2 separate regions of the Rattus norvegicus genome follow, and region 1 is linked to region 2. The links are chromatin contacts, called in public Hi-C maps. All regions are on one chromosome and are shown on one strand. The core of a region is the stretch at or near the end of the contact, and the rest is flanking DNA. Distances in the headings are between cores, read along the strand shown. Region 1 has its middle 43 kb from the start of Trnai-uau2. Region 2 holds the start of Zfp36l2 (zinc finger protein 36, C3H type-like 2).

The links. Hi-C and Micro-C count contacts between places; a contact is called where the count stands out from the background.
Region 1: a Hi-C map of Schwann cells shows a contact between it and region 2, with 7 times the contacts expected there. The contact joins the enhancer-like site here to the promoter of Zfp36l2 in region 2. A contact is called at or near these places in 8 of 12 Hi-C or Micro-C datasets (the A7r5 cell line, Schwann cells, frontal cortex and 5 more) and 1 of 1 datasets of contacts at active chromatin or transcription factors (oligodendrocytes).

What each region holds. Positions count from the first base shown.
Region 1 is chr6:16,536,836-16,542,474 of GRCr8, forward strand. No RefSeq gene overlaps it. Among named protein-coding and RNA genes, the nearest start is that of Trnai-uau2, 43 kb to the right of the region's middle. Within about 2 kb of position 4,001, at least 4 of the 93 cell types and tissues checked have an H3K27ac peak or open chromatin away from gene starts, as enhancers often do. A contact at or near this core is called in Schwann cells, where this site is marked.
Region 2 is chr6:16,239,934-16,245,584 of GRCr8, forward strand. It overlaps Zfp36l2 (zinc finger protein 36, C3H type-like 2), which reads left to right and starts at 2,689. Exons shown (of 2, transcript NM_001036626.2): 1 at 2,689-2,972; 2 at 3,467-5,651. The coding sequence starts at 2,922. The coding sequence ends at 4,864. It also overlaps a transcript of Thada not described here.

The DNA.
Region 1 (5,639 bases), core at 2,751-5,250, 300 kb after region 2:
CTCAGCCAAACCTGCACCTCTCTTCCCAACACCGTCTGGGCCTGTGGGGAAAGAAGCCAACTCCTCCCCAGCCAGACATCCCAGCAGCCCTGGTCTTGAAAGATGACTCTAGCTGCCATCTTTGCTGTTACCTGAGGTCCCTCCCACCTGAGGCATGGTGAATTCTACTCTCGCCCTCTAGGTCTCATCCCATTTCTCTGTCCATAAGGTGTAGATTCCCACACCTTCATCCCAACCAGTGAGTTGCGAGCATCAGTGTGGAGCCTTAGACACTGCCTTCCCTCTCCTCTCAGCAGGAAGCGTGATGGCTCATCCTCCAGGCTCCAAGAATGCATGGTTAAGGAACGGTATTAAAAAAATGTCCACTCAAGTGATTATGATGGTAAACTCTAGGTGCTTTCAATCGCAAGTCTTCAACTTTTAAATTTTTTAATGAAAAGTACTTTTCAAAAGAAAAAAAGAAAAAAGAAAAAAATCAGTTCAAAGCCAGAGATGATGGCACGCATCTGGGATTCTATCACTTGAAAGGCTGAAGCAGGAGAATTGCAAGTTCCAGGCTAATCTGGGCTACACAGTGAGACCCTTTCAGAAAGAGAGGTCGAAAGGGCAAGGGATGGGGGAGGAGAGGGCAAGAGGAGGAGGAGGAGGAGGGCGAGAGAAGGAGGGTGAAAGAAGGAGGGGAAGGAGGAGAAGAGGGGGAGGGGAGGGGGAAGAGGAGGAGTCATAATCATTTCAAAGTAGATTTTCCAGTTCATTCCCCCCTTACACTGCTGGTGCAGGAGAGACATGAAGTGGGGTGAGGGCTCCAGTCAGAGCATCGTTGACTAACCCTGTCGTCCTCAAATGAAGTGCTTAAGCCACATGACCCAGAGTCAGCTTTCCACCGAGCAAGCAATGGGGTGGGGAGCGGGTGGGGAGAGCCGTCCCGGGCTCTCATAGAAGACCTTGGACAGACGTCCACAATTTCCATCCTTATACCTGTCTTTGTTCCCCACCCATGGCCTGGATCCTTTGCAAACAGAAACACTTGTCACATTCAGTTTTCCCCTCTTCCTCTACCCCAAGCCTCCCTGGTTGTGATCCAGATCACCAAGAGGAAAATGGAGTAACTGTAGTAACTGCATAGGCCTTGAGATGGGTTCGCCAGTGAAAAGGTTCTTTGGCGTTGTGTTTGGGAAGCGAGGTTAGGGTTTGATTTATAATTAGTATGAAGGTGGTATAGTGAGCGTTATATATTATATATAACATATATATATAGGTTAGAGGACTGGACTCAGGTACTAAGGACATGCTCAGAAAGTATGTTTGCCCTCTGAACTATCTCAATGGCCCTACCTACTTAAGACAGGGTCTCTTGTATCCCAGACTGGCCTTGAACTCCCTATGTAGCCCTTGAATTTCCGACCCTCTGATCGGTACCTCCTGTGTAGTGGGGATAAACTGTGTGTCAACACACTGAGTTATGGAGTACTGGGGATGGAACTCAGGAATTCAATCACCTAGGCAGGCAGTCTACAAGGGAGCTATACGCCCAGCCCTTAAGTCACTATTGTTTTGCTTTGAGACAGGGTTTCATTCCGTAACTTCTCGTAGTGAATTCTAGCTCACTAGAATTCTTTCAGTAGACCAGGTTTGCCTTGAACTGACATAGTGACCTGCCTCTGCCTTCCAAGTGCTGGGATAGAAGGCATGCGCCACCACTCCCAGAGAAATCTCTGTTTTAATCCCGTATTGTCAATTTACATTGCATAAGCATATGGAATGACTCAGAACCTTGCCTAGGAATTAAGTCCTAAGAGTCGCTGAAGCCAGGACCTCCTGCGCAGAGGGAATGTGAGTCGACCCATTCTTTGGTCTAATGTAGCTCTTATCAGTAACCCTGACAGCGGTCCAATTGCAGCATGTCGACTCAGAGTTTGCGGGGGCTCCTCATACGCACACGGTGTCTTACGTGACTTTAAATAGGCTCAAGTAGGCTGCTGCTGTTACCCCATCAATGGAGAGAAGCCAAGGGAAAACATTGCTGCCCAAAGATGTGATGAGAATTTGGACTTTCACTTAAACGAAGGGTTCTGTTTTGTTTTACTTCTAATATATCATTGGCCAACAAACTTTGGCTCTTTATTCATTTAATTTCCAATTAAAACATGAATTTCGATGTGTGGCCTATAGAATAGAATGCAAGATATCCTACAATTTGAAATTTTCTAGAAGTCACAATTAGAAAAGTAAAAAGAAACTGGTGAGATGAATTCAAACAACAAATTTACCTAACTCAAGATACAATTTCTACATGAAATGGTGGTGGACAATAAAAATAAGAGATTTCCAGCTGGAGAGATGGCTCAGCATTTAAGAGCACTGGCTGCTCTTCCAGAGATCCTGAGTTCAAATCCCAGCAACCACATGGTGGCTCACAACCATCTGTAATGGGATCTGATGCCCTCTTCTGGTGTGTCTGAAGACAGTGACAGTGTACTCATATACTTAAAATAAATAATTCTTTTAAAATAAATAATAATAATAATAATAATAACAATAATAGATTTTTTTTGGTTCTTTTTTTCAGAGCTGGGGACCAAACCCAGGGCCTTGCGCTTCCTAGGTAAGCGCTCTACCACTGAGCTAAGTCCCCAGCCCCACAATAATAGATTTTTATATTGTTCTTGTCTTGTTTTTCCCTAGTTTTAAAAGCCACCGTGGGCAGGTGTGTTGTACTCTCCAGTAACCCCAGAATCTGGGAGTCTGAAATAGGGGAGCCTAAGAATAAGGCAAGTGAGCCTGGGCTACACATCAAGACCTTCTTGGAAACGAGAGAGAGAGAGAGAGAGAGAGAGAGAGAGAGAGAGAGAGAGCGCACAGAACAAGAAAGGAGAGAAAAGGAGAAGAAGCAAGAGGAGGGAGGGGAAGGAAAACAGAGATGCAGTTGAAAACAGGATGTAGAGAAAGCAGGACACCGGGAGTCCCCATCTCTCCTGGTACCAACAATGGTCACTTAGAATCAGCCAAAGTGGGGCTGGGGATTTAGCTCAGAGGTAGAGCACTTGCCTAGCAAGCGCAAGGCCCTGGGTTCGATCCTCAGCTCCGGAAAAAAAAAAAAAAAAAAAAAAGAAAGAAAGAAAGAATCAGCCAAAGCTGCTGACTAGGGATAAGAAAGAGACCATAGTATTTATACACTCTGAGTTTTTCGGAGAGCAACCCCGTCCCCAAAAAGGGGCTGGAGATGTTTCTCAGTGACCGCACTAGGGAAGTCCAGCAGACAGGGCACCATCGAATAACAGGACACCCTAGAGCTGGCACTAGAAGTCACTAATTCAGATCATCATTTAATGGACTTTTGGACCCTGTCCAGCCAGTTTCCAATTTAAGCCAGGTCACCAGGACCACCATGTCAATCAAGTATAAACCAAGAGCTGTGTTTGAAAGCTGAGGTGCCCCTGTCACTACCCTGCTCAAAGACCCCAAGGGATACATCCCATCCCTGCCTCAGTCATTTAATAATGGGCATGAAAAAGCGACTCTATCCCGTGATAAAGACGGGGACATTCCAAACAATAATACCAATAAGAACTAAGTCCATGTGCTCGTTGAGCCTCGCAGATTTCAGGTGATCAGAATGAGCGCAGGACAGGAGATTTCTGCATGGAAAGCTCAGCTCTGCTGGCTGAAAATGAAATTTAAACTTTTTTGAAATTTACGCTTTGATGACTAACTTGTTTTAATCTTCATTATCTGTTTGTTCTTTGAGTGGGCGCTAAGCGAGTGCAGTGCCCCTGACCTGCACTCCCTGATGACCTTCTCACTCTGTAGCCCAAGCAGGTCTTGAACTTGCAATCTTCCAGCCTCAGCACCACTCCCCACCCCACAAGCAGCTGAGCGTTCCTCACCAACCCAGCCTCATTTCTACACATTCTTGCAAAACAACAAACCCAGAACTGTCTGTCTCTGGGCCAGCGACCACCACCCCCAGTTGAAGAAGGAAAACCCGGGAGTCTAATTAGAGCATCACGAAGCAGTACTGCCATCTGGTGGCAGCCTCAGTCACAAGCACGTTCCCTGGGAGGACGTGATCAGCTTCTGGGAACGTGTTTTTCAAAATGTGCTCTCTGACCCATGGAGCTTGTTAAAAATGCACATTGCGGAGCCCTGTAGAACCCCAGCCTCCACGACAGACACCAAACACCCACAGTTGACTCGATGTCCCAAGTCATCTTCGTGCACAATAAACAAGAGGAGAGCATCAATCTAAAGAACTTGTCTAATTGATGCAAGCTGAGAAAATTCAGAGGCAGCAAAGGTTGGAGGACTCATTTTCCCTAATGCTGAACAGAGAGGAGATTGCTATTCTCTGCGTCTGGTGGACTCCACGGAATTGTTTGATGTAGAAATAACACCCTGTGCACAGTGTACACAAAGCTGAAAGGAACCTAAATCCCATCTCTCTCTCTCTCTCTCTCTCTCTCTCTCTCTCTCTCTCTCTCTCTCTCTCTCTCTCTGTCTGTCTCTCTCTCTCTCTCTGTCTCTCTCTCTCAGTCTGTCTGTCTTTCTGTCTCTATGTCTGTCTGTCTGTCTCTGATGAAACCCTGAAACCCTGTCATCAGGTACCTGTAGCTCCTCCCCTCCCTCGTCACCCCAGCCCAACTCTGTCCCTTTCACATCTGGATCCTTCCAGCTGAATCACTTCAAAGCCCCCTCTCTCACTTCACCTCCATTCCCCAGCTCTGTAAAACTTGCAGCACTTTCCACCCGTCAAAGTAACAGCTTGTTTCACATCACCTTCTCAGAGGGCTCTCCGGGGAGCCTTTTAGACTAAGCTAGGAACTCCCCACTTTTTTAGTCCAAAAAAATTCACTATATGGAATCACATTGCCTGATACACACATCCTGCACACACACACACACACACACACACACACACACACACACACACTGGTAAACTCTTCACAGGCAGAGCTGTGTCTCCAAGATTCTCCAACCCAGCAAAGCCTCTACCACATAGCTAACGGGCTTTGCTCCACATTTGCAGAGTGAATATGTGTTTTCAAAAGCAACAAGAAGTCAGTGTCTGAGTTTTGTTTTTTGGTTTTTTTTTTTTCAATATAAAGTGGTAAAACCAGGAGTGTGCGGGGAAAGGGCAGGAACAGAGCAACCTGGGAATGTCCTCACCACCTCCCAGGAAAGGAGTGATTTCCCCAGAGGACAGAGGCCTGTCACATCTTGCTCAGCTAATCTGACAGAAGCCAGCTGCAGTGGTTGTCCTGCCCTGGGGAAGGCAGCATGCTGAGTCTGGGAACCACTTGCCGCTGTTTGCCCCTGGGGACAGGGGCACAGGGGGAGGGTAATTGACTTGTCTCCCAAATTTATTTATTAATTCCTAGCTGCACCATTTGATGTGGTTTCCAGGAGGCACGAGTTGAAATCTGTTCACTGCCTTTTCCACCTATCCCCAACCTCATGTAGCAATGGCCCCTAGGGAGCCTGGTAAACCTCAGAGTCTGCTCACCAGTGAGGCTTCAGGCAGGCAGGGTCTAGACCTGGTGCCCACCACACAGAAGGGGTGAGCTCCTGTTCAGGGCTCAGCCCCAAGGATGCCGATTCTGATACTGGCGAGAGTGAAGAGGTAAGTCAGCAGGCTGCTC
Region 2 (5,651 bases), core at 1,439-3,938:
GATCAGGAGGCATTTCATGTGCATTTCCTTTTGCAGAGAAGCTGACATTTTACATGTAATTGGTCTCTGAGAAGAAAACCATTCAGCAACACAAAAACAGAGCTGTGCTGGAGTAGAGAACTATAGCAGGAAGAGGGAATGCAGGAACAGTGTCCTGTCCTGTCCATGAAGAGGAACAGAAAATCCCCTAGGTGGTCTAACAAACACTTAGCACCCTGTTGTGGTTTGTGTGGCCCTGTAGTAATTACTGAGTCACCGTCAGGGCAGCCCCACTGCTGATGAAAAATTGAAAACCTAACATTTGTTTGTTTGTTTGTTTTGGGTTTTGCTTTTATTTTGATGAGTCAGGCATGCTGTTTACACCAGGCTAGCCTCAAACATGTGCTAATCCTCCTGCCTCTGCTTCCCAAGTGCCAGGATCCCAGGCACATACCACTATACCCAGCATCACACTATTTTAAGATCTAACTGGTGAGAGAGGCTAGTGGTGTGATGTGGTGATAACCTTGGAAGATTAATCTGATCAGGGCCAAACCTTCCCTCTCCCCTCCCATCTAAAATGAAATAAAAGCATTTACATAACAATAAAACCATTTCACATTAGCGGGCATGCTGTACCAAAGCATGTACCAGAACATGTTATGTTATCTTCAAGTCCATCCTACCAAGTGTACCCAGTGGGTGTTCTTGCTGCTGTTGGCTGGGAATTACCCCAGATTTGGATCTTGGCTGGCTGTGGCCAGCCTGGGAGGGCAAGAAGGACGGCTGTTTCCACAGGTTTGTGTCTGAAATCCTGCTAACAGCTGCTAGGGGGATATGCTGCATGCTTTCCTGAGGCGTCCTTAGAGGAACCAGGAAAACCTTGGTCACAGGGTATCATGCTTACCTTTGGGGTCCTTTGAGCCACAGCTGCACAGCAATACTAGGGGCAAGAGCAACGTGGGTGGGAAGAGTAAAGCAGCCATCTTTCCCTAAGTCACTACATTTGAGGGCCCTAAGATTTGAGTGGCCCCTTTGCTTTAATATATAAGGTGGTATGGGCTTTTTTCTTTACTTTATTGAGGTATGGTCTCACTCTCACACTAAGCTGTGCTGGGCTGGCCTAAAACTCACCGAAATTTGTTTGCCTCTGCCTGAACCACCATACCCACTTAGCACATTTGTGACCCTAAAGTCCAGCCTTACAGGGGCAAAAATGCAGCCAAATGCGCCTGGACTCGGGAGCCTGTTGAGTGACAGATGTACCTCCTTACCTTCCAGGTTAACTGATACAGCCCAAGTGCACACTGGACTGAGTGCAAGCAGACAGGAAGAATAACGTGGGAAGGATGTAGTTGGTCAAGCGTCCTTCCCTGGCAACTACTGGGCCTTCCACCCAGGGCAACCTGGACTGCCAGTTGGGTGAAACCGTGGGCCCAACTCCAGCTTTTGGCAGCCAGTATAAACTCAGTGTAGGGATAAAGGGTTCTGGACCTGACCAGATCGCCTGAGTAACGTTGGGGGTTGGGGGTAGCCTCACTGGGCACTAGGTGTGTGGGGGGGGGTGCTACTCTCAAAAGAGTCAGGGGCCTTTTGAGACTGCTTTTTCTACGGAAAGCTAGTAGGAGTTGCACTAAAGGCAACAGAACGAGGGCCTCTTCCCCCCAACCTGGGTGGTGGTTCAGCAACCACCGCCTCCGGCAGCTAACACAAAGCTTAGATTCAATGCGGTGCCTCCCACAGCCGTAGGAAAAAGGTTGCAGGACTCAACAGGCCAAGGCTGTACGGGCGGGAAGCCTTGGCTAGCAGCTGCACCCCCCATCCCTGAGACGGGTGGGGAGGTTAGGCCAACCAACAGGCACAAAGGTGAAGGAAGTGACTTCCTCCGTGTCCACACTGCTCCCCCGACTTCCCTCTAGTCCCCCGAGTCGGCTTTCCCGCCCCGGACACCCCGCGCCACTCCGCGCCTTTGGCCCAGGCTCAAGGTCTTGTGATGTGATTAGCAAAGCCAGCGCCTTGTCCTCAGACAGTCAGCCCTGCCCCACAGGCCGCAACGCTCAAGTCCTGTTTACTGAGCCTGGGCGGGGAGAGGGGCGGAGAAACGCTCCAATGCTCCTCCAGGCTGGCCGCTCCCGCCCCCACCCCTACGGCCTCTCCACGTGCAGCCGGGCCCGAGCTGCCACCTACCAGACAGGCCGCGACCCCCGCCCCCAGTCCCAAGCAACTTGGCAACGCGCACCATTGCAATATTGTTGCGTTTTGCAGTTCCCGCGCGCCGAGCAAAAACTAGGGTGGGAGATAAAAGCTGCGCCAGTCGGCCCAGCAGGATCGGGCAGGGAAAGGCACGTCCGGGATAGCCTGGTCCCGGTCAGATTGAGCGTGAGGTGCTTTCCAATATTACACTCCAAGAGGCGGGGGAGAACGAGATATTCCCGCCGCCGCCACCCCGCACCCCAAGGAGCCGTGCTCCCCACGCCGCCCGGGACGCCCGGGACTGCCCGCCCCGCCCCGCCCCCGAAGGGAAAAAATTGGCGGCGACCAATGAGAGTCCGAGAAGGGGCCTGACGTCTGCGGGCCGGCGGGCGGCGTTGCCTAGAGACCCCAGCCGGTCAGCGATCAGTCCCCTCCCCGGGTGCGCTTTGCCCCGCCGCCGCGCGGCTCCCAGGCTGTATATAGGGCGCGCGCTCGCGGGTCTCCGAGTTCCACCAGTCCGCGAGCTGCCGACGGCTCGCGCGGGGGGCAGGCCGGGGCGCCGAGCTGCGCTCTCGCTTCTCCTCTGCCCCCCACTCCGCGCGCCGCGGCCTCCTTCCTCGGCCCCGCAAGCAAACTTTCCGTCCCTCCCTGCCCCTCGTCCGTTATTCGTCTTGGTTTGAGCTGCGCCGCACCGAGGGCTCCTCCCAACCTCCCCGCTTGCAGTTCCGACCATTACAGGACCCAGAAAAATGTCGACCACTCTTCTGTCAGCTTTCTACGATATCGACTTCTTGTGCAAGGTAAGCCGACAGCGGGAAAGGATGGCGGACGGCCTGGAACCCTTTGGAGTTCCGAGACTTGGCCGCCGGGCCCGGCTAAGGCGGGAGGGACCCTTCCAAGTTGGCTTTGCGGGTGGAGGGAAGTCCTGTAGTTAGCAGTACTGTGTGCTTGCAACTGTGGGCGTGGAGAGCTGGGAGGGAGCGAGTAGCGGCTGGAGCAGCCGTGCTCCTCCCGAGCCGACCGCGGCCACGCTGCCGGGACTTCCCGGACTGTGTTTGCGCCGCCCATCCCGTGGCCACGGGCCCAGGATCACATGGCTAGACCCGGAGCGGCCGGGGTGGGCGTCCTCCACTCTCTCCGGCCTGCGTTTTGTAAGTGTAGCGGTGGAGACTGAATTGGAACCCACAAGGAACACCAACAAGTGGGCAGTTGGGATTGGCGTCCATTCTGCAGTTCCCCCAACTCTCTTCCCCATCAGATTTTCATCCCGTCCCCGGTCCCCTCCCTTTGGCAGACGGAGAAATCCCTGGCAAACCTCAATCTGAACAACATGCTGGACAAGAAGGCGGTGGGGACGCCCGTGGCTGCTGCCCCCAGCTCGAGCTTCACTCCGGGGTTCCTGAGACGCCACTCCGCCAGCAACCTACACGCGCTCGCCCACCCCAGTCCTGGCAGCTGCTCGCCTAAGTTCCCAGGCGCCCCTAACGGCAGCAGCTGTGGCCCGGCAGGCGCGGGCGGCCCGTCCTCCTACGGCCAGCTCAAGGAGCCTTCAGGGGGCAGCGGCACGGCGCTGGTCAACAAGGAAAGCAAATTCCGGGATCGCTCTTTCAGCGAGAACGGTGAGCGCAGCCAGCACCTCCTGCACCTGCAGCAGCAGCAGAAGGGGGGCAGCGGCTCCCAAATCAACTCCACGCGCTACAAGACCGAGCTGTGCCGGCCCTTCGAGGAGAGCGGCACGTGCAAGTACGGCGAGAAGTGCCAGTTCGCGCACGGCTTCCATGAGCTGCGCAGCCTCACTCGGCACCCCAAGTACAAGACGGAGCTGTGCCGCACCTTCCACACCATCGGCTTCTGCCCCTACGGCCCGCGCTGCCATTTCATCCACAACGCAGACGAGCGGCGGCCCGCACCATCGGGGGGCGCCTCCGGGGACCTGCGAGCGTTTGGCGCGCGCGACGCGCTGCACCTGGGCTTTGCCCGGGAGCCGCGGCCAAAGCTGCACCACAGCCTCAGTTTCTCCGGCTTCCCGTCGGGCCACCACCAGCCGCCCGGGGGACTGGAGTCGCCGCTGCTGCTCGACAGCCCCACGTCGCGCACGCCGCCGCCGCCCTCCTGTTCCTCCGCCTCGTCCTGTTCCTCATCAGCCTCTTCCTGCTCCTCCACCTCAGCGGCCTCCACACCCTCGGGCGCCCCGACGTGCTGTGCCTCAGCGGCGGCGGCGGCGGCGGCCGCGCTGCTCTACGGCCCCGGAGGCGCGGAGGACCTGCTGACTCCCGGAGCGCCGTGCGCCACTTGCTCGACCACCTCGTGCGCCAACAACGCCTTCACCTTCGGCCCGGAGCTGAGCAGCCTCATCACGCCACTTGCCATCCAGACCCACAACTTCGCCGCCGCGGCCGCCGCCTACTACCGCAGCCAGCAGCAGGGCCTGGCGGGCCTCGCGCCGGCCCCTGCGCAGCCCCCCGCGGCCCCCGCGCCGCCCTCGCCGCCCTTCGGCTTCCAGCTGCCGCGCCGTCTGTCCGAGTCGCCGGTGTTCGACGCGCCCCCCAGCCCCCCGGACTCGCTGTCGGACCGCGACAGTTACCTGAGTGGCTCGCTGAGCTCGGGCAGCCTCAGCGGCTCCGAGTCCCCCAGCCTGGACCCCGGCCGCCGCCTGCCCATCTTCAGCCGCCTCTCCATCTCCGACGACTGAGGCAAGGGGGCGCCCGCGAGGGGTTGGGAGAGGCGTTACAGGGGCACCGGTTGGGGGGTGACACTGCCGCAGGCCGACTTTAAGGCCCCTCCGAGCACTTGGACTCGAACTCTGCCGGGAGGGGCCCTGCCCCTTCCCTTTCGGTTTTCTCGTTTCGTTCTTTTTTTTTATTTTATTATTAATATTATTATTATTATTATTGCAAAGTTTCGTTCTTGTTGAAATAAAAGCCAACGAACTTTTCGAATGGATGAACAAAATATCCACAACAGGGCGGTTGTGATGCAGAAAGAACAAAGGATACCAAACACTTGCTTTAGGTCCCAGAAGAGTTTGAAACTCTAGTTTTAAAAGAAAAAAATAAAAATCAGCCCATCACCAGCAGCTACCAACCATCATTCCATCTCTTCACTGGAAAGCCTTAGCTACAGATGTGAGAACTCTGACCTTGGAAGGGGTTCCAAGACCAGTGTGAGCCCGCCGGCTGCCACCTCCCTAAAGTATAAGCTTCTAGAATTCAAACTAATGCCAAGAACATGCCTTGGTAGGAGTAGCTCTCTGCCTCCTTCCTGGTGGTTGTTTACCTTGTTTATGTTTTTTAACAAAGTTCTATGTGTCTGGGGGTGGGGGAGCCCTTGCATTCCAAAGTTTGGTAACAGTCTCCTTGCCAGCACTCAGTGGGTGTTTAGCTTAGAACCATTTCCTCTGCCCTCTGGAAGCCTTGGGCAGAGCTCAGTTCATAGTTGGGAAATAAGTGCTTCATTTTTAGCTGTTTTGAGTTGATCCG